Linked DNA regions of Mus musculus: regions 1, 2, 3, 4, 5 and 7 are each linked to region 6. A link is a contact called in public HiCAR-type, HiChIP or PLAC-seq and promoter capture Hi-C data. All regions are on one chromosome and are shown on one strand. The core of a region is the stretch at or near the end of the contact, and the rest is flanking DNA. Distances in the headings are between cores, read along the strand shown. Region 1 holds the start of Nphp3 (nephronophthisis 3 (adolescent)). Region 2 holds the start of Atrip-trex1 (Atrip-Trex1 readthrough). Region 3 holds the start of Shisa5 (shisa family member 5). Region 4 holds the start of Cdc25a (cell division cycle 25A). Region 5 holds the start of Acad11 (acyl-Coenzyme A dehydrogenase family, member 11). Region 6 holds the start of Manf (mesencephalic astrocyte-derived neurotrophic factor). Region 7 holds the start of Nme6 (NME/NM23 nucleoside diphosphate kinase 6).

The links. HiCAR-type assays count read pairs that join an accessible place to other places. HiChIP or PLAC-seq counts read pairs in DNA pulled down with a chosen protein or histone mark. Capture Hi-C pulls out chosen DNA fragments and counts their contacts.
Region 1: a promoter capture Hi-C map of liver shows a contact between it and region 6, with 4 times the contacts expected there. The contact joins the promoter of Nphp3 here to the promoter of Manf in region 6. A contact is called at or near these places in 1 of 115 datasets of contacts at active chromatin or transcription factors (astrocytes) and 2 of 9 other capture datasets (adipose tissue and liver).
Region 2: a contact with region 6 is called in a promoter capture Hi-C map of liver, with 5 times the contacts expected there. The contact joins the promoter of Atrip-trex1 here to the promoter of Manf in region 6. A contact is called at or near these places in 1 of 39 promoter capture datasets (erythroid cells), 2 of 484 Hi-C or Micro-C datasets (B cells and CD4 T cells), 1 of 115 datasets of contacts at active chromatin or transcription factors (double positive thymocytes) and 1 of 9 other capture datasets (liver).
Region 3: a contact with region 6 is called in an H3K27ac HiChIP or PLAC-seq map of double positive thymocytes, with 10 times the contacts expected there. The contact joins the promoter of Shisa5 here to the promoter of Manf in region 6. A contact is called at or near these places in 1 of 484 Hi-C or Micro-C datasets (B cells) and 1 of 115 datasets of contacts at active chromatin or transcription factors (double positive thymocytes).
Region 4: a promoter capture Hi-C map of adipose tissue shows a contact between it and region 6, with 5 times the contacts expected there. The contact joins the promoter of Cdc25a here to the promoter of Manf in region 6. A contact is called at or near these places in 2 of 39 promoter capture datasets (liver and pre-B cells), 5 of 484 Hi-C or Micro-C datasets (CD4 T cells, CD8 T cells and regulatory T cells) and 2 of 9 other capture datasets (adipose tissue and liver).
Region 5: a HiCAR-type map of astrocytes shows a contact between it and region 6, with 4 times the contacts expected there. The contact joins the promoter of Acad11 here to the promoter of Manf in region 6. A contact is called at or near these places in 1 of 39 promoter capture datasets (liver) and 1 of 115 datasets of contacts at active chromatin or transcription factors (astrocytes).
Region 7: a promoter capture Hi-C map of liver shows a contact between it and region 6, with 4 times the contacts expected there. The contact joins the promoter of Nme6 here to the promoter of Manf in region 6. A contact is called at or near these places in 3 of 39 promoter capture datasets (liver and pre-B cells) and 1 of 9 other capture datasets (liver).

Annotation. Positions count from the first base shown.
Region 1 is chr9:104,001,250-104,004,260 of GRCm38.p6, reverse strand. It overlaps Nphp3 (nephronophthisis 3 (adolescent)), which reads right to left and starts at 1,717. Exons shown (of 27, transcript NM_028721.3): 1 at 1,100-1,717. The coding sequence starts at 1,480. It overlaps Gm33054 (predicted gene, 33054), which reads left to right and starts at 1,902. Exons shown (of 2, transcript NR_168653.1): 1 at 1,902-1,959; 2 at 2,227-2,501.
Region 2 is chr9:109,072,440-109,075,781 of GRCm38.p6, reverse strand. It overlaps Atrip-trex1 (Atrip-Trex1 readthrough), which reads left to right and starts at 1,685. Exons shown (of 14, transcript NR_153412.1): 1 at 1,685-2,123; 2 at 3,045-3,175. It overlaps Atrip (ATR interacting protein), which reads left to right and starts at 1,658. Exons shown (of 13, transcript NM_172774.3): 1 at 1,658-2,027; 2 at 3,045-3,175. The coding sequence starts at 1,778.
Region 3 is chr9:109,036,688-109,039,882 of GRCm38.p6, reverse strand. It overlaps Shisa5 (shisa family member 5), which reads right to left and starts at 1,316. Exons shown (of 6, transcript NM_025858.3): 1 at 1,119-1,316. The coding sequence starts at 1,188.
Region 4 is chr9:109,873,862-109,877,185 of GRCm38.p6, reverse strand. Cdc25a (cell division cycle 25A) reads right to left here and starts at 1,607. Exons shown (of 15, transcript NM_007658.3): 1 at 1,027-1,607; 2 at 1-25. The coding sequence starts at 1,196.
Region 5 is chr9:104,062,010-104,065,217 of GRCm38.p6, reverse strand. It overlaps Acad11 (acyl-Coenzyme A dehydrogenase family, member 11), which reads right to left and starts at 1,494. Exons shown (of 20, transcript NM_175324.4): 1 at 1,315-1,494. The coding sequence starts at 1,457. It overlaps Uba5 (ubiquitin-like modifier activating enzyme 5), which reads left to right and starts at 2,097. Exons shown (of 12, transcript NM_025692.3): 1 at 2,097-2,426. The coding sequence starts at 2,272.
Region 6 is chr9:106,890,245-106,893,552 of GRCm38.p6, reverse strand. It overlaps Manf (mesencephalic astrocyte-derived neurotrophic factor), which reads left to right and starts at 1,615. Exons shown (of 4, transcript NM_029103.4): 1 at 1,615-1,739; 2 at 2,355-2,482; 3 at 3,251-3,308. The coding sequence starts at 1,655. Dock3 (dedicator of cyto-kinesis 3) reads left to right here. Exons shown (of 53, transcript NM_153413.2): 53 at 1-728.
Region 7 is chr9:109,831,207-109,834,591 of GRCm38.p6, reverse strand. Nme6 (NME/NM23 nucleoside diphosphate kinase 6) reads right to left here and starts at 1,798. Exons shown (of 7, transcript NM_018757.1): 1 at 1,785-1,798; 2 at 1,297-1,396. It also overlaps the pseudogene 3000002C10Rik.

The DNA.
Region 1 (3,011 bases), core at 468-2,967, 2.9 Mb after region 6:
ATAAATGTGAGGGAGTTTTCTCACGATGATGCAGGTAAGAAAGGAACAACAGGTTTCACAGGGAATTGGAACTGCTGATCTGTGATCTGTGACATCTGTCTGTCAGTCCTCCCTGCACTGGCCTCTTTATCCTGCTAACCCCTTCTCCCTGCAATTCACATGGTTCTTAGTGGGCAGTGGTGCACATACATGACATCATACACGAGGGACACGCAAGTCCACTTTATAAGGGCAAGCACATTGGTCTCCCAGTAGAAAGTGAGGCGAGCAGGGAGCTGAGGGTGAGAACAGCTTCCCAGATAATATGCTAATAGCCCAGCAGATTCTGAAGGGCTTCATAGCTTATGGGAATGATGCCCTACTAGAAGGAAGGAGCCTTCTTTTACAAAAAAATCTGTGATGTTTATTTAAGTTCTGATGTGCCGGGAGCTCTTGGGCTGTCAGAGATCCCTCTCACAGAAAAGAAAGGTATAAACAAATGACCACCAGAGAGGCTCCGAACCCACGGCATATAGTCCCATATTTTTACTCCGAGAAGTTCTGCTTTACCTAGTATCCGAATGAATCAAAGGCGATCTGTTATAAGGCCTACAATAGCATTGCAGTAACTGTTTAGTCCATTAACTAAATGGACTAAGAGAGTTTGAGTACTCTCAGGGAAGACTTTTAATCACAACAGTTAAAAACCATAAAATCAGGAGGTTTCCAGAAAAATTCCTATCGTATCATTAAACCCCAGAATCTGCCGAACTTCGCGAAGAAAACTAACCCAAGAACTCCATTTTGGAGATACCTAAAACCGGGAGGAGTTTGTGTGTAGTTGCTCTGAGAAATTTTTCGACTTCAGGACTTGGGTTGATTCAACGTGTCTTAATGAATGAACCGTAAATTGAAAGGGGCAGGGGAAGATGCTGATAAGAAATTAGTTTACACTCAAATAATGATTCCACATAAAGGAGGAGCAGCTTTTGCACAATTTAGAAAACAACTTGGTTTGTAGCTGGGGTAGGATGGTGGTGCCACCAAGCGGCTGAGCGGTGCGCTCGGGTCTCAGTTTCCTCAGAGCCTCCCGCTTGCGACGCTCTCGGTCCCGCGTTACCTGCAGCTCCGCCCGCAGCCGCTTGTTCTCCGTGTCCAGCTTGGCCTCTCGGCGGCCCATGGACAGCAACTCCTGGTTCTTGCTGACCCGGAAGATCTCATACTCTTTCTTGAGCCGCTCGAACTCGGCCGCCGCATACTCTAGCTCGGGCACAGACGAGCCGGTGGACTTGAAGCTGGCGCCCAGCAGCCCGCCGCCCCCTGCCGCGCGAGGCAGCGACCCGGGCCCGGCTCCCGCGCCCCTGCGGAACGAGCTGCGCAGCAGGCGGGCCTTGGGTTTCACTTCCACCGGGATCTCGCAGGCCTCGCCGCCGCCTGCCCCGTACGTGTCCTCGATCACCTCCCCGCCAGTGGGACTCACCAGCGACGAGGCTGTGCCCATGATGCCCGCGGCCGGCTGAGGCTGAGAGTCGGCTGGGTGCCAGGAGGAGGCGGGACCAGGAGGGCGGGGCCTGTCAAGCGGGGCGGAGCGCCGCAGGGAGAAACCAAAATCAGAGAGGAGCGTGGCCAGGAGCAGGGAGGTGGCCGGGGCGTGGCCAGGCCTTAAGGGCGGGGCCTAGATGGTGGGGCGAGGTGCTGTAGAGGAGAGGGCGGAGTTTGGAGGGAAGAGCGGAGCAGTAAGTGAGCCGGGCCTGGTGATTGGGGAGAAGGGCGTAACGTGGCAACTAGAGGGGCGTGGTGTTGAAGAAGAGTGGCCGTCTTGAGAAGGGGCGGAGCCATACTTTCGGGGCGTGGCCGAGCAAGCTGGGGATGTTAAGGCTAACAGAGAGGGGTGGGACGTAGCAGCGAGAGGAGGTGTGGTCAGTTGAGAAGAGCAGTGCCCAGAGAGAGTGTCGGGCCAGATTTTAGGGTCGTAGCCCGGTAAGTGGGGCGTAAGGCAGCAGCAGAAGAAAGAGAAAACCAGTCAGAGAGTCGGAGAGGTGGTCCTGGCTGGACAACGAGAGGGGGAGTGGCCAGGAGTCCTGTGGGGCGGAGCCAGGCTTTGGGGGCGTGACCAGACACGCGGGGGCGTGCTCTTCTGAATGAGACCAGTAGAGGAGCTGGACAAGGGAGGGTTGAGAGAAATGAGACTCGGGAGGAGAGGAATGGGTATCACGGAGCTGGCGGCCCTGAGAACTTGCTTTGCAGGAGCAGGCGGCAGGACTGAGCTGGGCAAGCTGGGCGGTACCAGGAGATCCGGACATCCAGAAGGGAAGGTTCCAGACTAGGCCCAAACCTACAAGCTCTGCTCCCTCTGCGTGAACTTTGTCTCAGTGAGCAAGAACTAGATCACATACCCATCTGCCCCCGCTCTGCCGCAACTGTTTCTGTGGTCCTGACTAAAGGGCTCTTTTCTGGAGGCAGTTCAGTGCCTAGTGTGTCTCTCAGGAAACATGTAATAAATAATGCCAGCCAGGAAAGAACTTCGAAGCATCACCACTTGAACCCCCCCACCCCCGCGACCCTTCTCTCCCCCCACCCCCATCCTTGATAAGCTCAGGTTTTATAACGCCTGGCGATAAGGATGCCAGGGACCCTATTCTAGACGGAAGAAAATTGTTAAGTACAGGGTTTGCAGGAAGGGAACGCGTGCTACTGTTCCAAGTTGTCCTTGGTCTGCTAACTTATCTTCCTGCCCATCCCAGATTGGTACCCCAGGTTAGAGGGGACAGAAAAGTGAGCAGTGGCTTTGACTCAACACTGTTGTGAGCTGGGTGCTGGTAATCTTTATACTTGCCCTTTTCTTAGGCAGTCTCCGAATGCCAGCCACTCTCTCTGCCATCATCCTCATTACCGGGAGCCTCATTACCCAAGGGGGATATAATCTTATTCCAGTGCTTGCTTACTCCATCCCCAGCTGTAAGAAATCTGGTAGCATTTTAAGCATCAGTCCATGCAGAGCCTCCTTGGGCTGACCTAAGATAGTCTTTGGT
Region 2 (3,342 bases), core at 436-2,935, 2.2 Mb before region 6:
GATGCCCTCTTCTGGCCTCAGATCTACATGGAAGCAAAACACCCAAATATAAAACAAACAAATCAGCTTGCTTTGGTCATCTCCAAAAAGCATCTTCTTTGGGCTTAAAGCCCATAGGGCCTTGTCAGCTGGCACCTAGCCCGGTGCTGCTGAAAATACTTATCAGCAGTCATAGCCTCCTGCCCCCAAAACTTCTCGTTTATTTGGTAGAACGTAATCCCTCCTGACAATGTCCTGTTTCCAGAACCAAAGATCGTAGCTATTACAACCTGGGCAATCAGCCACGCCTGGTAGCCCACACTCACAATTCTAGCACTTTAGAGACTGAGACAGGATTAGAAGTTTGAGGCCATCTCAAAAACAAAAAACAAAAACAAAACAAACAAACAAAAACTCATGTCTATAATCCCAGCACTCAGCGGGAGGAAGGACATTCTGGAGTTCTGGGCCAGCTTTGGTTATATGTCTTGACATATAACCAAAGGGGGTGGGGGGCTGCTGGGAGACTTGAACATTCAACATTATGTTGGGCAGCTATGGGAAAACTACCAGCAGCTGAATCAAGAAACTAAGGCAGTTCTAAGTGATGCAATGCCTTCTGACCACTGTAGGCACCAGGCATACATGCATGTGATGCACATACATACATGAAGGTAAAACACACATAAAAAATAATGAGGCAGGGGTGGGGTGGGGGTGGGTTGGCAGGCCTAAGGCATTCTAAGCCTGAGCGCTCTCCTTTCCGCCCAACGCCTCAGCAAACATTGGTAGGTTCACAAACTAAGTCTGGCATTGAGCAAACGGAGTAGAAAAGTCTTGATCTTGTTGCCTTCCAATGCTAATCCGCCATTTCTGGTATCTGTTCTGCCCACCACTTCAGCTCATAAAAGCCAGTCATACACCCAAGCCCAACTCAAATCATTGCTCCTCCATGAAGTCTGTCGCAAAGAGGAGGCATCCACCTGGCATCCTTGTCGAAGATGAATTTTTCTCAGAAACATCATGCGTCTGCCTCCTAACCCATTTTTCTTGCTATTTCCCCCTCAATCTGTTGGGTAATTCAAGGACCACTCCCAGCGAGCCTTCCTTGACCTCTTGAGCTTCATTGTCTCTACGCAACCAGCGCTCAGGACATAAAGACTCTCCAAGAAATAAATGGAAGTTAACAGTTGGAGCAGTTCCGAATAGGCACGCCGTTCTCGAGACCATCCTTCCCAGCCTTTTTTTTTTTTTTTTTTTCTCAAATATACATACTTGAAACATTTGTTATCCTGGAAGATCTCTGCTTCCAGGAAGAAAAGCATTCCTTCTCCTCCCCAAGTCTGCTCTTCCCAGCCTCCTCCCTAAAAGAGTCTCTGGACATGAGAGAGGTGGGTCAGCCGCGAGGAGTGAGGTCAGGGAGAGCTGACCCCTGAACGCTGCCTGCTTCTCTAGGGCTCTGTATTCTACACAGTGCCACGGGGAACCGCCTCAGGTGTGGTCGGGCAGACGCTCCTCGATCTCGCAACCGGGATAATCCTGACAGCACTGTAGTACCCTGGCATCACCGGGGACCCCTTCGTACTGAGCCCAGACACGCAGGAGCCTGTCCCGGGTAACGGCGCGCTCTGTACACGTCACCCATCTGTGCCCGGTAGCTGGCAGCTGATTGGCCCGCAGGCTGGGGAGACGCTGGAAGGCGAGGGGAACGGCGGCGCGCGGGCGGTTGGGCCAGCTCAGGCTTTCTGTGGACAAGGCTGTGCTTGGCGTCTTCGGATGCTGCGGGTTGAAGGTAGTCATGGCCGGGACCCCCGCACCGAACAGCCACAGGAAACAGAGTGGCGGCCTGGAGCCTTTCCCCGGTCTGTCTCGATCCATTGAGAACCCTCCGAGCAAGCGGGCCCGGAGCTTCTCTGAGACCACAGTCCCGGACCCCGAAGACCCATTCGGTGAGCACGCGGAATTTACTGCGGACGACCTAGAGGAACTCGACATCCTCGCGTCACAGGCCCTGAGCCAGTGTCCCGTCGCGCCTCGGAACCTGTCCAGTGAGTGCCTGAGGGGCCTTTTCCCCCGGCGGGTGGTGCAGACCTCTGATTTGGCGGTGAGACATCCAGAATGTTAAATGGCCTCCCATTTAGATGGTATGCACCCCATTGTAACCCTTGGGCAGAAGAGCATTAGAAGGCGTCTGACAGAGGCAAGAGATGAAAGAGAGTCTTACACAAAAATGCCAGTTGCCCAAAGGTTAGGCATGGCAAACAGGCAATGGGCAAGAAATGCCAAAGCTGCTTTTCTTCTTAGAGCTTACACTCTTGGGGAATAAGTTAAGTGTCAGGAGGGTTTGATGGGCACCTTGCGAATGTACTTAGCACTTACAGCATCTGAAAAATAGGATTATCCCTGGAAATGTGGCTGGCCCTCCATCTCTCCAGCAATATTGCATGGAAAACCAGGCATTGGAAAACACTCATTGCTGACCAGCTGTCATATGCGGCAGTGGTTAGACGCAACTTTCCACGAAATGGCACAAAGCAATGCTGCCTCCCCCTTCCTTGGCCCTACATCACCCGGTACTCTACCTTACTCCATCCCTGGAGCCCCACCTCCCCCTGGAATGTATCCATTTGGTTCACCATCAGTCTTTAAAACCAGCAGATCCTATGCCTAACATGTTGTAGTAAATAGTAGTTATGGTAGAGTCACAGCCAGTGCAATCTCTGTTCAGCTATGAGCTGAGAGTCTAGAAAGTGGGTGAGGTATAAAGCGAGAGAATTCAGATATGCTATGCCATAAGGATTCTTTATGTGTTTATACCATGCTCGGAGCTGTTACCTGGGTCTTTCTCAACTTGGCTTTCAAGAGTGACTCCTTCTGCATTTTATGACAAAGGTGGATACATACTGAGCCCCGCAGTATACATGGGATTATTTTTTCCAGACAGGTTCTCGATCTCTAGCAAGGCTAGCCTTGAATTTGAGATCCCCATAGCTCTACTTCACAAGTGTTGGGATTGCAGTTCTGTGCCACCATGCTCAACCTAAGGGCAACTACTTTTTATACAGGTGCTCATAAGGTCCGCCGATTAGATGGGTTACCAAATAGTCCTATAAGGAAAAGCAGAGAAGATATTCCAGTTAAAGATAATTTTGAATTAGAAGTACTTCAGATACAATACAAAGAACTTAAAGAAAAGGTATGTGACTTTTGGGTTGTTTGTTTGTGTTTTGTTTTGCCTGTTTGGTTGTAATGCTGAGAATTGAACTCAGGACTTTACCTTCACACATGCTATACACAGACACTCTACTGTTAGGCTATCCTTCCAGCCCTAACTTATTGTATTTGCAGCTAATTCATTCATTT
Region 3 (3,195 bases), core at 67-2,566, 2.1 Mb before region 6:
GCCCAGCCAGATCAGGCAGGAGATAGAGCATGTGCCTTGGGGCTACTAGAATGAGGCCCAGGGGAAGAGGTGCTATGACAGGCTGTGAAAAGTTAACTTGGAGGTAAAGAGGGCTACAGTTTTGTTGTTTTGGGCCAAACCTTGCTATGAAATGGGTCTATCTGACCACTGCAGGCTTAGCCAACTCACCACATGAAAGTGAGCCAGGCTGCGATTCGGAGGCTGAACAGCCCACACCAGTGAGACTTCTTGCTTTCTTTTTAGGGTAGGGTCTCACTATATAGCCCTAGTTCACCTGGAAACTCACAGCCTAGACCAGACTGGCCTCAAATTCACAGAGATCCTCCTGCCTCTGCCTTTGGAGTGTTGAGATTAAAGACAGGTGGCATCTACTGATGTCCACACCAGTGGGTCTTCAAGGCTGAGACCCTCCAGACACAGAACGAAACTCTCTATAGTCTGAGTTGTCCCGCTCTCCCAGAGCCTCACTCGGGGGATGGGCTGACTCTGTTCTCATTTCCAAATTCATGTCAGCCCTCAGGAAACAGCCCTTTTCCTCCAGGAAGCCACCCATCACAACAGAATCAGTTTCCCATGACCGGCAGGGGACTGTTCCAATACACACCCGAATAGGCCCCCAGCCTGCCCTCCCAAGCCCAAGTGAGTCATCCCTCTAATGATGAAAAGGGAAAGAGGTGTCTCCTCCCCAAGCCAGCCTTAGGGCCCAGCTTCTCCTGGAACACAGGGCTGTAGAGGCAACAGGCGGCGGGGCTCCCAGCCAGGAAACAAGCTGAGAGGGAAAGTCTTTGCTGGAAGGGCCAGGCTGTCTTTGAGCCTGAAGCTAACCCCAGGCGGGAGTCTTGCTCCAGCCCCTGGAACAGGTAGGGCCTTCACACCGTGAAGGACACAACAAAGGTAGTCAGTATCAGCTCAGGAGGGAAGAGGTGACAAGATGAAGTCAGTGGTGGGGTTCGCAGACGCCCCCCTGGTTTTCAGGGAGTCAAGTCGAAGCACTCCAAGGCTGGTCCTGTCTGGCTCATTCCAGAGACAGCTAGGGGAAGTGTCTGACCCGACCCGGTCCCTAGGGAGCACACACCGCCCCCTCCTCCCAGGCTCACCACCCGGAGGCGGCGGCAGCAGCAACAGCAGCAGCAATAGGGTCCACAGAGAGGGCGCCGGCGCAGCCATGGCGGGACAGACCAACGGACGGACGAACAGACGGACCAAGCCCAAGACCACGGTGCCGCCGCAACCTCCGCGACCAGCGCGGCCCTAGCCTCCTTGCCCCGCCCCGGCCGGTTTCCGGAACCCCCGCCCGAGAGGGGAGGAGGTGGGAGGGAGGGGGAAGAAGTGGGAGGGAAGAGAAGGGAAGCGGCCGCCCCTCCCAGCCTGGCCATGGGAGTCCCTCCAGCACCGGTCCACGAAAATTTGAGACAGGTTTCCCAGATGCAGGAGGAAGGGGCTGGTGCATCCAAGTTGCCCTCTGCTCACTGCATACTTTTGCGGAAAGACCCCCCCCCCTTGCAGCTGACTTAGGTGCTAGAAAAGGATCTCTGTGGCAACGTTATCCTAACACTTGAGCGCCAGCAGTGTACAGCTGGTGCGCGCCTCCAATTTGCCCTCAGGGAAGCTGCGATTTTCTTGCTGGCTCCTTGGAGCCTCACACAGATTCACCGGAGGAGGATCCCGCTGCTTGAAGCAGGGAATGGTGCTCAACAAAGTCAAGTCCCTTTTAGCAGATTTCCAGGACCTCAGTCTGAGGAATGTCACTCCCCAGTGACCAAGACCACCTCCAGGTAACTGCTCACCCTGGCTCAGGGATCCAATCCTGAGTTAAGAACTAACAGCTCCTAGGGTACACACAGGCTGCCCCTTCCCCTCAATGTGGGACAAAGTTCCTAACAAGGCCAGGGAACGGAGGAATGTGAACTTGCACTGCCCAGGAGTACTGGTTAGTTTATATTGTTCCTCCTATAGGGTTGCAGACCCCTTTAGCTCCTTTGGGTACTTTCTCTAGCTCCTTTATTGGGGGTCCTGTGTTCTATCCAATAGACTGTGAGCATCCACTTCTGTATTGGCCAGGCACTGGCATAGCCTCACAAGAGACAGCTATATCAGGGTCATATCAGCAAAATCTTTTTTTTTAATTTTTTATTAGATATTTTCTTTATATGCATTTCAAATGCTATCCCAAAAGTTCCCTATACCCTCCCCCCGCCCTGCTCCCCTACCCACCAACTCCTGCTTCTTGGCCCTGGCATTCCCCTATACTGGGGTATATAAAGTTTGCAATACCAAGGGGACTCTCTTCCCAGTGATGGCCGACTAGGCCATCTTCTGCTACATATGCAGCTAAAGATACGAGCTCTGGGGGTACTGGTTAGTTCATATTGTTGTTCCACCTATAGGGTTGCAGACCCCTTCAGCTCCTTGGGTGTTTTCTCTAGCTTCTCCATTGGGGGCCCTGTGTTCCATCTTATAGATGACTGTGAGCATCCACTTCTGTATTTGCCAGGCACTGGCATAGCCTCATACGAGACAGCTATAACAGGGTCCCTTCAGCAAAATCTTTCTGGCATATGCAATAGTGTCTGGGTTTGGTGGCTGATTATGGGATGGATCCCCAGGTGGGGTAGTCTCTGAATAGTCCATCCTTTCATCTTAGCTCCAAACTTTGTCTCTGTAACTCCTTTCATGGGTATTTTGTTCCCTAGTCTAAGGAGGAATGAAGTATCTACCCATTCATTGGTCTTCCCTCTTCTTGATTTTCTTGTGTTTTGCAAATTGTAGCTTGGGTGTTCTATGTTTCTGGGCTAATATCCACTTATCAGTGAGTGCATACCTAATGGCTTCTTTTGTGATTGGGTTACCTCACTAAGGATGATATCCTCCAGATACATCCATTTGTCCAAGAATTTCATAAATTCATTGTTTTTAATAGCCGAGTAGTACTCCATTGTGTAAATGTACCACATTTTCTGTATCCATTCCTCTGTTGAGGGACATCTGGGTTCTTTACAGCTTCTGGCTATTATAAAAAGGCTGCTATGAACATAGTGGAGGATGTGTTCTTATTACCAGTTGGAACGTCTTCTGGGTATATGCCCAGGAGAGGTATTGCTGGATCTTCTGGTAGTATTATGTCCAATTTTCTGAGGAACCTCCAGACTGACTTCCAAAGTGGTTGTACAAGCT
Region 4 (3,324 bases), core at 358-2,857, 3.0 Mb before region 6:
TCTCACTTCCATTTTCTCACAGTCACTGAAACCAAGAGAGGCACCTCCACATGAGCAATTTCTAGCACATGATTAAAAAAAAGGTGACATACAGGCCACGAAGTAGCCAGGCTGCCACAAACCATCTTTGAGAGACCAAGCCAAGGACACCCCACTTGGCCACCCAGAATACCCCAGTTGGCATTTAAACAAAGAAAGGAGTGAGTGGTTTGGCCTTGGGCCACATTGTCAGACAGGCCTGTGGCAAGGGCTGGGTTTCCTTAAAGGAGAGCCTCAGTCTGAGGTTCTGAGTGAGCCAGGAGTAAGGGCAAAGGTGACTAGGCCAGGAGTCCCAGCTTTTCAGGGTTTGCAAAAGTTGTAAGACAAGTTTAGGAGGCGAAATACCCAACATCGAAGGAAAAGCAACTTCACTAAAAATAGTGTTAAGCATTTTTGTTAGTGATAGTGGTGTAGGACTACAAAGTCCTCGAAGATTTCCAATATGGAAAAGTTAGGTAAAAAGTGATAGCTTAAAAAAGGTAGTAGATGGGTAGATACAAGAAACGTGCCGGCCAGGTGGCTGCATAGATTTTACACAAATGCAAGAAAAGAAAATGCCACGTCCCTTTGTTGAGAAGGAACAAAGCTTACAGGAAACTAAGATCCGGCGCGGGTGGTTCAGCAAAGAGGGCCTAGGAGGACCCATTCTCACCCTCCCTCCCAACCCCCATAAGGGTAGATTCCAAAGACTTTTCTGGAATAGAGACAGCGTAGAGAGAAATCTGAAAGGGGTGAACAAGACAGGATGCCCAGCAGGCTTCCTCGATCTCCGCGGTCTGGCTCTTGGCTGAGGATAGCCCTGGACTATCCGAACGGCCTCTCCCGCCCAACATTCCGCCCGGGAGGGAGGGTGCACATGGCGGGCCCTAGCCAGGCCATTCCGGGTCGGAGCATCAGAACCAAGTGGACAGACTCTGTTTCCTGCTGGATCATCCCGAGGGCCGACCAGAGGCCAGCGGCCTGGGGCATCGCTCGCTGGTCTCTCACCTGCCCAGTCCTTCCAGCTGGTCCATGGTGACCGTCAGGTTGGTGACAGGGGACAGTCCGCCAGCAGCTGACGCGCCAAACAGCATCTTCCCCGTGGGCTGCGGCGCAGGCGTGGGGCTGCAAGCGAAGAACAGGCGGCGGCGGTGGGGGGGCTCCGGGCCCAGTTCCATGGCGCCGCCGGGCCTGCCCGGACTCCCGCTCCGTCTTCCTCCGCCTCCGCTGCGCCGGGCCCCGCCCCGCTGGCACCGGCTTCAGCCGCGTGCCACGCCACCAGCGCCCGCGGGTCAAACACAAACACGACCCCGCGGTTCAGAGACGCGGCCGCCACGGGCAGCGGCGCGGACCGGCGAGCGTAGGGGACTCGGCAGGCGCCAGGCACAAGCACCGGTGCTTCCCTCTCTGTCCCGCGAGGCCCGCAGGCGGGCGGGCGCCTGCAACCTCAAGATTAAATCCAAACAAACTCCGTGGAGGAAGAGTCTTGAGACCACCGCTCCGACTAACTCGCCTCACTTTTTTTCTCCCTCCTTGCTCCGTAGCCGGCTCGCAGAGAAGGAACCTTCACTTCCCTCACCACCAAAGTGGCCTTAGCGTTAATTGCTGCACACTCAGGATAGCCGCCGCCCCGCCCCTTTCCTAGTTGGCGCCAAACGGAATTCACCAATCAGGAAGCAAACTTCTCCTCGCTCCCGAATGACAGCTGAGCCGGACCAATGAGAAGGAAAGGAGGAAGCGTCTCGTGGGCCTCCTCGAGGTCACGCCCTCTCTCGGTGGGGGCGAAGCCTGAAGAGTTGGGAGGTGGCTGAAATGAGAAAGGAGTCAATGAAACTTTCTGTGGGGGCGCTAGTCCCTACCGAAAGGCCCCGCTCTTTTTCAGTTGCATGCTGGGTAGTGTAGTTCCTACAGCGTGTGCTACACACCTGTCTGAGCTACTGAGCATAGTGCTGTGCACTTTTTTTTTTTTTTTTTTTTTTTTTTTTTTTTTTTTTAGGAGACAGAGAGACTAGGGAAGGCCATCTGGACCAGGCGTTGGCTCTTCTCTAACTGTGTGGTACAGTACCATGGATCCTGGATCCCTCTTTTCCTTCACAGGACTTCAGGCTCTGATTTTGTCTTTCTTTTTTTCTTTTTCGAGACTGGGTTTCTCTGTGTAGCCCTAGCTGTCCTCGAACCCGCTCTGTAGACCAGTCTGGCCTCGAATTCAGATCGATCTGCCTCTGTCTCTGCCTCTCGAATGCTGAAATTAAAGGCATGTGCCACCATTCCTGCTCCAGACTCTGATTAATTAATTTAATTAATTTTTGAAATAGGGACTTTTTTTTTTAATAGCCCGGGCTGAAACAGGAGTAGTTGAGAGCTATGATCCACAGATAGCAAGCAGAGAGAAGGGGGTGGGGGGAGGTGGGATGGAGAAAGGAAGAGGGAGAGGGAGGGAGGGAGGGAGGGAGGGAGGGAGGAAGAGAGAGAGAGAGAGAGAGAGAGAGAGAGAGAGAGAGAGAGAGAGAGAGAGAGAGACTTTGCCTGGTGTGGGTTTTTAAGAACTCAAAACCCACTCCCATCTACACACCTGTTCCAACAAGGCCACACCTTCTCTAAAATCCCTCCCAAACAGTTGGGGATCAAGCATTCAATCATATGAGCCCATGGGAGCCATTCAAATCACTGTAAAAGTACTAGGCAACATTTAGTGTTTATGTACATGACAGTGTTTCATGTGTGATAACTCTACTAGTGTACTTAATCTTTACAAGTCTTACATCACAAAAATAATTCCAGGAGGGACCAGAGTGAAGGGAAGGTAGTTACTTTATTCACTATTTAGATGAATAACCATTATATCACAAGACATGGTTATGGGCTTCTTAAGTATCTTCACTATGGCCATATTTGTGATTCCATATATTTTTCTTTTGAGACAGGGTCCCGTGCAGTCAGGCTGGCTTTGGACTCTCTATAGTCAAGGATGGCCTTGAATTTGATCTCCCAGTTCACCACTGAACTTAGTTTTGTGCTTGTTAGGTAAACACTTCTAAGTAAGCTACATCCCACCCTACCCCCATTGAGCTTCCCCAGTTACATTGCTCAAAGGATGTAATTTGAGCTGGGGAAGGTGAGAAATACCTGCAACTACAGAATGTGGGAGTTGGAAGCAGAAATTTAAAGTCACCTTCAGCTGCACAGGGAGTTCTAGGCCAGGTGGGGCTACTTAAGGCCCTTCTCAAAAAACAAGCAACACCAAAAAAAAAAAAAAAAAAAAAATGTAAAGCGGGGCGTGGTGGCGCACTCCTTTAGTCCCAGCAC
Region 5 (3,208 bases), core at 245-2,744, 2.8 Mb after region 6:
CTATTTCTCTCTCTTTCTATCTATCTACTTTTATTTTTATAATTTTTCATATGTCCTGAAAATGAATGTGTTTTCTCTGTTGAATATGTACATCTATGTTAAATCAAGATTATATAACATTCCTGGAAAAATAGTGTTTGAAACCAAGGATTGCTACATAGCCCAGACTGGCCTCAAATTCACAATCATTTTTCCTCAGCCTCCAATCTCCAGGGATCTTTAGATTGTTGGGATTAAAGCCATGTAGCCCTAGGTTTGACTTCAGAAGTACTTTTTTTTGTATCACAACTAATTTCATGTATTGAGCATGATTTTGGTGAACATCAACTTAATTCAGAATTATTTTAAGTCTGCACAGGACCACAGTAATGTGAACATATATAACCTTTATCTGAAAGCAGGACAATAAGCTGGCCAAATTCCACAGAGTGAACTAATCACTGAAATGTGAACTTTGACCTGCTTCAGTCTGTTTACAACACAAAGTATTAAGTTTAGAAGTGTCAACTATTACTTATTCCACCTCTCCACGGATATTTCAATGCTTAAGTCCTTTCACCTAAATCACTTCATTTCTTTATCAAGACTAATGGATACAGGCAAATATTACAGGAAAGGAACTTTGATCTCTGAATTTATGTTACAGTTAAATCCCCAGATAGAAAGGCCAGGCACAGTTTACTGAAACCATATGAAATGGTTTTATACTGGAACTGTATAAAAGTAAAAAAAAAACAAAAATCAAAAACCAAACAAAAAATACCCTCTCTATTTACAAAACACCAGACTAAAACCAGATTCACTTGTCAGTGGGGAAAGGTATTCTTGGAGTCACCTCCTCCCGTTTAATTCCCTTGCTTCAAGAACTTAGGCCTTAAGTGGTGCTAAAAACAGTGAAGTGGAATGTCTAGAATCGAATTGGTATATTTTAGCTGGTATTATTAACCTAGCCCCAGGTGACTAAGGTCAATTAAACAAAATGGCACCAGCCCCTCAGAAACTGATCTTTAGATTGTAGCACAGAAGGTCACAGAAGATATCTATTAGGAATTCAAGAGTGTTCAGCCGCAACACTCTCGGTGAATTAGACACATAATTTTAGTCCTTAACAAGACTGCACTGCATAATGGATACTGCACCTCTGCTCCTGCCCTCTAATTCAGACTAGCCTGGGATTCGAGTACAAATTATCCAGGAAGCATCCTTGCAGGGAAAGAAATCCCGACCGGGCAAATGAGACACCCACCCAGGGCCAAAGGAAGCGAAGCACCAAGCACAGACATGTTCCCAGGAGGCAAAGGCTATGGTTGATACCTGTATTGAGTAACAGTCAGCACAGCCCGGGAATCTGACCCAAAGCCCGGCAAGTGCTGATTCAGGTAGGCCTCCAGGGACCTGAGGTCGAACTTGTGCTGGGGTAGCACTTCCACGGTGTCACTGGTGACATCCGTCTCCATGACCGCCACTGTTGTCACCGAGGAATCCACAGACTGTACGGAGGTTGCGCCAAGGCAGAAAGGAGACCGGCACTTGGGGGGGGGGGGGGGGGGGCGTGGTCGGGCGGGGCTTAGGAGAAGCCAATCACCGGGACTCTGGGCAGTGTTGCTGCAAAGCCATGTGGGAGGCGGAGTCTGGGACTCGGAGTCTGGTGGAGAAATAAAAGAATTGCCTGTTGTGGGACCAGACTTAGAATTTACCCTCAGCGTCAGAGCTGGAGTCCTCAGTCTTATAGAAAAACAAGGTCGCAAACGTGACTCTGGCGAATGAAGACAAACAGCTGTCACCCTAGACTAAGGACGCGCCAGCGGAAGACCTGTGCGGTCCGTGCAAGAAGAGAGTCCGCCAGAACCTTGAGCCTGCATTAAAAGACCCTGGTGTTTCTCATGGCCTCCTAGATAGGAAAGACGGAATGGCCGTCGACTTGATCTGGACACATATGATGCTGGCTCTGCTGAGACCTGGGTCTTGGTTCTAGAGAAGAAAGCTAAGTGTTTTGAGGAGTGTTTTTATTTATTATTATTATTTTTTTTTTTTTTTTACCGAGCGGAGCGATGGCGGCGGCGCACCGGAAGTGGCACGCCGGAAGCCCGGTGGGCGTGCCGGAGACGTGTCTTACTGGGAGCCTTGGAGCCGCTTCGCCGGTGTCTGGACCTGGAAGGCTGTGTCTGTTCCTCCTGCGCTTCGTGGGCCCAGCGAGGCAGCGTGGGGAGGCGGCGACGACGGCGACGGCGGCGGTCCGGCCTGGGATCGGAGGCCACCGGGAGCCCAGCCATGGCCGACTCGGTGGAGCGGCTGCGACAGCGGGTTGAGGAGCTGGAGCAGGAACTCGCCCGGGAGAGAACCCGGCGCTCTGGAGGGGACGGCCACTGCGGCCGGACCCGCATCCAGGAGATGAGCGACGAGGTGTTGGATTCCAATCCCTACAGGTGATCCATGACGGGGCGGGCAGGGCCACGCTCCGCGCGAGGGATTCAGCCGGCCTCCTGCCGCTCCTTTCCTGCTGTGGAGGTCCAGTTCCCAGATGGGCAAGGCCATGTCTTATGCTAGTCAGAAGATATTCTTCACCAAGCGAGTTGGCTCACGATTCATCGTAGCATTCGGGAGGGTGAGGTAGAGGGGGTTGTCGTGAGGTCCAGGTCAGTCTGGGCTACAGGAGTTGTAGGCCACTTTGGGCTGTGTAGTGAGACCCCTTTTTTTCTGCAAGGAAGGAAAATAACATTTTATTAAAAAAAAACAAACAATCCAAGCCATCCATCCATATGGTGGAGCTCTTCTGCCTGCTGTCCTGTACCCAGTTTCCTGTCACCATTATCTTTATTAGTCTACCTGGCTCTGCATCGGCTGATGCATAGAAAGCTCTGTCAGAGTATAATATCTCATGTAAAGTCGCCGAGGATAGAGCACCGTTTCCTAAATGCCTCTTGGTGTAACTTAGATGGAGCAGGGTGAGGGAGAGTTAGTTACTAGGGTGCTCACGAATATCCCTGAATATTGGCTTTGCCAGGGCTCCTGACCCCTCCTCTTTGCTCTCCTTAAATGGGCTTAGAAGATTGAGTGGCTTCACTTCTCAGCTTACTGAGTAGTCAGTAACTTAGAACGGTTTCTAACAGCTGCTGAACTTCTGGGTGAGATTGTTCCCTGTAAGTGGGGCCACAGGAACGCCTGTTTCCGCCATAGTTCTGAAGACTGAAGCAGTTTATGTGCAGTT
Region 6 (3,308 bases), core at 366-2,865:
GGATGTGATTCTTAGGTAGGGCAGCTTTAGGTTTGTTTCCAGGCACGTCTGAACCTCAGTCCACGGAGGCAGCCAGTCATCACATGCAGACATCTCCTTTCTCCACTTGATGGCACAGGAGGTAGGGAGGGGAATGTAGGGTTAAGTTCCTTGACCTTGCTTTATGCAAAGTGAAATATATTTGTGTTACTTCTCTCCATTTTCCCCAACTGGATGAAATGGACCTATTCTGAATACTTTTTATTGAAAAACCAGCCAGTGTGAGGGAAATGGGAGGTCAGAGATCAGAATCCTTTGAAAAGATTGTGAAATACTGATTTTCATTGTTTAAAGCGTATTTGTAAATACCTATTTGAATGCTGTGTATTTGTACAGGAATTTGAGCAAAAAAATGTATAGAGTATGTCTAATTGGTAATAAGCCCTATAAATGTGTTTTTAACCTCTGGCATTCTGTGCTTATTTAAAACAAGAAAACTTCTAACCATTTCTTTTGTGTATTCATGTCTAAAGAAAAACTGACTTAAAATTATCTTACCTGTACCAGAAAAGTTAAAGAAAAAAATTTGTGCCAGTGTCCCAAGAGGCATTTTACTGTATATATTGTGGTAGCATGTTATAAATCCAACAAAAAATGTGACTTTTAGATGTAAATATCTGGCAACTGACTCCCCCACCTCCATCCCTTGACTGCTGTGATGTGAATTAAAGATGAATACCTGATATTGATCCACTGATTTCACTGAATGGGAGCATAAGTGCCCCTCTCAAACCCTTGTCGCCGGGCTCCAAGCCCTTTTAGCTCCAGATACTTTTCTGCACTTAGTCGGCCGCTCTCCATATTCCGCCTTCCAGGGCGAGTGGCCAAAGCCCTTGCACTTAGCATTAGGGCAGTCCAGGCGGTAATGTCTCCAGTTCCCATCCTCGTGTCTCCAAGAGTGGAGAACAAAACCTCCCAAGATCCCATGGCCTCCATTTGGAAGGTAGACCAACGCCTCTGCTCGCAGCCTTGCCGCGAGGTCCTCAGAGGCCCAGGACGGGAAACGACTAGGCAGGCCGAGACCTTTCGTTTAAGAGGTTCTGCCGTCTGACCCAGGTTAAAGCGGGGTCTGAGCAAGCCGGCGAATCAAAGTGGACGTTCCCCTTGATTGGCTCGGCAATCCACGTGGTAGTTCAAAACAAGGAACCGCTTCTGATCCATGCTCCCGCCGCCCATCCTACTGGCTATAGGGTGGCGCCAGAAATGCTGCTCTACGAGTCCGGGCGTCGGGAGGAGTGGGTGTGGAACCAAGACTCGGCATTCGGGTCGAGTCAATAGATTGAGAGGGTTCCGGGTAAGCAGCCAAAGCAGCTGCCCTAACCCAACATGGCGACCCGTGCACCTTCCCTCCGCACCCCTATGGACCGCCCAGGCTCAATCAGCAACCGACAACTGTCTAGGTCCCAGACAGCAGCAGCCAATGAGGGAGGGTAGCGTGGAGCCGCCGGTCTGGGCTCCTGGGCACGTGGACCAATGAGGATGCAGCATATGGGTGGGCGCGGGGATCGCACACCAATGGGAAGCTCAGGTTTCTGTTCCAGCCCACTAGGCGGAACACCGCGCCGGGTGCGGTTCATTCGCGCGGCGGCGGCGGTGGTGGAGACGGCTGAGGAGGATGTGGGCTACGCGCGGGCTGGCGGTAGCGCTGGCCCTGAGCGTGCTGCCTGACAGCCGGGCGCTGCGGCCAGGAGACTGTGAAGGTGCGGGGGACCGGATGGGGGCGGCCTGGCGGCGCTAAACCCAAGGAAAGCGAAAGGGTGGGAGCGACGGCCCGTCCCGGGGCTCCGCTGGAGAAAGGGCCTCACTTATTTCCCGGGCCTAGAGACGTTGACCCATTTAAGGGAACGCGTCGGTTCAGTAGCGTTAATAACTTGGCCGGAAGCCCACATCCCGGGAGTTTTTGTCTTCCCATCACTTTAGCGATTACAGGAAGGCATCCTGTGGGCCGCAACCGTCTCGGGGTTACTAAGCTGCACTTGGGGGTTCGATGTATTTGGAATGAGGAGCATTTTGATCATTTGCTTCAGCCTTCAATCTGTCCCTTATGAGGTCACAATGAGTTCCCTCAAGGACACGTGTCCACTCTAGACTTAAACTTGAAAAGAGCAGAGAGGGTTGTGTGTGGGTCACTTGGGTAATGTTCATTCCCAGCATGCAACTGGGTACAAGGACCCCAGCAACCTAAGGGCTCTGTGCACTTCTGAGTACCCGAGTTAAAAAAAAAAATTAATCCCTTCTAGCAAAACTGCTGACAGAGTTTTTTCCAGGGGAAATGGAGACTAATAATTACTTACCATCTCCTCCCTCTTTTCCAGTTTGTATTTCTTATCTGGGACGATTTTACCAGGACCTCAAAGACAGAGATGTCACATTTTCACCAGCCACTATTGAAGAAGAACTTATAAAGTTTTGCCGTGAAGCAAGAGGCAAAGAGAATCGGTTGGTAAGTAGCTGGTGACCCACCCAGCCTGTCCCTGGCTCTTGGGCACTGTCCACTTTGTGATGGGACTTGTATATATACTAATGTGAGGTTTAAGTGTTTTTATCCTCTATTTATTAAACATTGCTATAAGCTGAATATTGGTAAGACCAGGAGAGAAAATGACAGGCAACTGCAAGGCAGTGATGCCAGATGCCATGAAGGAAATAAGCTAGGAGAGTTGGTGGGTGGGAGCTGAGAGAGAAAGTAGTGGGTATCTACCTCTGAGGACAGGGAGTCAGTGAGGTGGAGTGAGCACAACTCAGGCAATGGGAGTGCCCAAAGACCAGAATGAATTTGGTGTGATTGGAACCAGAAGTAGTTGGCTAGGTGCCCCGAGATGGCCAGGGCCAAGTCAAGGTCAAGGACCCTGGCGGAGCATCAGCCTCTTGTAGCTTTAATTTCCATGGTAGTCTCTCATCGGAACTCTAACTCTGCAGCTGAGCATATATCAAGTGCCTCGGGCCTGGGACAGCTAGATCTGGGCAGACTAACAAACCGAAGCCTTGGCAAAGAGAGGTTTTCAAGGTGACCTAACAGTTGTCTGGAACTGGAGAGTTGGTTATGAATGTGTGCTGCTCTTGTGGAGGACCTGAGTTCAATTCCAGCATCCACAGCACCCTGCACTGCAGCTCCAGGGAACCTGATGCCTTCTGGCCTCTGACACATGCTCTCATGCATGCAGATTTTTTTCAAGGCTTTCATTTTGTTTTGTTTTGGTTTTTGCTGCAGTGCTACTACATTGGAGCCACAGATGATGCTGCCACCAAGATCATCAATGAGGTGTCGA
Region 7 (3,385 bases), core at 549-3,048, 2.9 Mb before region 6:
TGAGCACTAGGATTAAAGGCTGTGCCACCACCGGTGGACTTGACTGCCTCTACTTGTGAGGTCCTATTTTCTAGCCATCTTCTATCCACTGTAGAATTGGAAGGATAATAATAAAGCTTCATGGCCACACACCACTTCTTATCTACCATTATATGTCATGCATATGTATTTATCATTTCTATCTGTCTACAAATACAGAGAAGGTGTCCAGGGCCACACACTGGGCACAATCAGGTAACATTCTCATTATTTTTAGCCTGAATATAGCTTAGCAGCCATGGTAGTTGTACCAGGGTTAAGAGCAAAACAAAGAAACTATGCTAATGTTTCTTCTGCTCAAATCTTCTTTACAGCTTACACTGGATGTTCCATTTTAACTATGGAGCCAAGCCTCACCTAACCAGTACGGGAACAGCACACCCATTTAACCTAATAATATTCTAGATGGTCACATGGCACAGTGGCCATGGGGATGTCCTTGAGACTCCCAGTTCCTCACTCTCCACACTATTACCAAGTTCTGAGAATCTCACCTCTACAAATTTGTAAGGACAAAAACGTCCATACAAGTTGGGCAGTGGTGGAGCACGCCTTTAATCCCAGCACTTGGGAGGCAGAGGCAGGTGGACTTCTAAGTTCGAGGCCAGCCTGGTCTACAGAGTGAGTTCCAGGACAGCCAGGGCTACACAGAGAAACCCTGTCTCGAAAAACCAAAACCAGAAAAAAAAAGTCCATACAAATCTTTTCCTTATAATTACCATTACCCCTTTGTCTTGGACTTCTGTGACACCCTCTGTGATGGTGTCTAAACTTTACTCTCGCCACTCTGCAAATCTGTGCTAAAGAACATTACAGCTACTGGAATGAAAGCTAATCATATAGACTCCTCTTTAACCCTCCAAAGGATATTCTGATTTTTGAAGACAAAGGTCCTCACACAGACTCTGGGACGTTAACCTGCCCTTTTTGGCACTTCTGTCCCTGGGCACTCCTCTGGGTTCATGTGGTGCACCTTACTTCTTCTGCTCCAGTGTCATAGGTGTTTTCAGTCCCATGCCTTTCTGGCCTGACTATCTTCGTGTAAGGACGTGTTCCCATCCTCTCCCCCCAGCCCCCAAGTTCCACTCCCTGCTTATCTCCCACTTGCCCATTTGCACTCGGCTCACGTCTGCAGTCATACTTTCTCAATGCTTCCTTCGGTTACATAGTCCACATAAAGGACAGCTTCATGAAAGCACAAGTCCGCTTTGCTCACCATCTTCACCTCAGTCCCTCCGCAGGGTGCCTAGTACATACCTGGATTTCCACAGATCTTAGCTGGATGAATCAGTGCATGAACCTGATCTAGCCATTCCAAGGCCAGGCTGCTAAGGGGTCTCCTGGGAGGACCGGCGATCTGTAGAGAGGGTGTGGTTCCAGTTAGGTTAGGGCTGTCTTAGTTATTGGTTTACAAGAAAGTGCTGCCAAGCAAAGAAACTGGCTTGACTTTGTCAACCGATCAGACATTTACACGTTTTACAAGTTGCCTGGCCAACTGAGGAAGCCACTACTTTAGCGCCCACGCTAGTCACGTGGTCGCTGGCCCGTCAACTCCACTTCTGCAGCCACACCTCCTACTCGTCTCCCTCCCTCCCCAGCCGCCCCCTAAGTCTTGGCTCCCAACCCTCCTATTGCCCTCGTATTCTAGGACACAACCGAACAACCTGGGCTTCTCTACTACAGGCCGAAGCCCACACCAGACTCAGTTATTCGGTCTCCAAAGCGAGCCCGGGTTCTGGGTTCACCTGGTACTCCCGCCAATCCTCCTGGTCACCAGGCACTGAGCAAGATAGCCCACGGGTCCTTTGGGGTCCTTCAGGCACGCGGCAGGGCAGCCCTCCGGATCCTGCAGTCTGGCGCTGCACGCCTGGTGGGCTAGAGAGATCTGTTGCGGCGCCGGCAGCTTGTTTACACAGCGTATCTTCCTCAGGAAAGTCCATTTCTTTATTTTTTTTAAAGGCTTTAATTTAAAAATTTTTTACGTGTAAGCGTATTCTGCCTGCGCATGTATGTTTCACGTGCGTTCCTTGTGCCTATGAAACCAGGAGAGGGCGCTGGATCCTCTGGAACCTGATGGCTGTGAGCTTAGACCTGGGTATTGGGAATATAACCCAGGTTCCCATGAAGAGCAGTCTGTGCCGTACCCTTAACCACTGAGCTATCTCTCTAGTGTGAAAATCCATTTATTATGATGTTTTGCCTGTAGGTATGTCTGGGTACAGCACCAGGGTGACTGGTGCCAGTAGAGGCCAGAAAGGGCTGTCAGCTGGAACTGAAGTTACAGATGTTTTGAACCATTGTGTGGGTTCTGGTATCGAACCCACCTTCTCTGCAAGATCAGTGAGTGCTCTTAAACACTGAGCCATCTCTCCAGTCTGAAAGTTCATTTTTTGTCTGTCTGCCTGTCCTGCTGGTGAAGGCATGAGTTCATTTCTGCTTTCACGGGATGAGAATAACCTTACTATATACCTGCAGTCAGGCATCTTGTTTTAATTTTACTTCCCAGGCCGGCCATGCCCAAGTTTACTTACTTTCTTTTTTTTTTTTTTTTTAATAATATTATTATTTATTTTATGTATATGGGTGCACTGTAGCTGTACAGATGGTTGTGAGCCTTCATGTGGTTGTTGGGAACTGAATTTTTAGGACCTTTGCTCACTCTGATCAGCCCCACTTGCTCTGGTCCACTTCGCTCGCTCAGGTACACTGTAGCTGTCTTCAGACGTACCAGAAGAGGGTGTCAGATCTCATTACGGATGGTTGTGAGCCACCATGTGGTTGCTGGGATTTGAACTCAGGACCTTTGGAAGAGCAGTCAGTGCTCTTACCCACTGAGCCATCTCACCAGCCCCCCAAGTTTACTTTCTATAGTTCATCCTCATTAACATACCTCTGGAGTATAAGAGACCTCCCATGAGCTCAGTTTTCCTTCTGCCTATGTGGCTTCTGCATGCACATACAACACACACAGTGGAAGACTGGTTGCATAGTTTACATGTGTTTCAACCATTCTCAACAACAAGCCAGCATAATCAAAGGGCAGATGTAAAGGAGGATGTAGAGGTTTATTTGGAACTGTTGTTAAGAACTAACGAAGAGGCTCTCTGCTCCTCCCTGTTCCAGAGACAGCTGCATCTTCTTGGGCAGTGCCAGCCTCATCCGGTAGACAAAATGGTGAAGGTTTGTGTGAACGGATTTAGCTATATTGGGCGCCTGGTCACCACGGCTGCCTTCTGCTCTCCACATGGCAAAGTAGAGGTTGTTGCCATCAACAACCCCTTCATTGACCTCAACTACATGGTCTACATGTTCCAGCCTGACTCCACCCACGGCAAATTCAACGGCA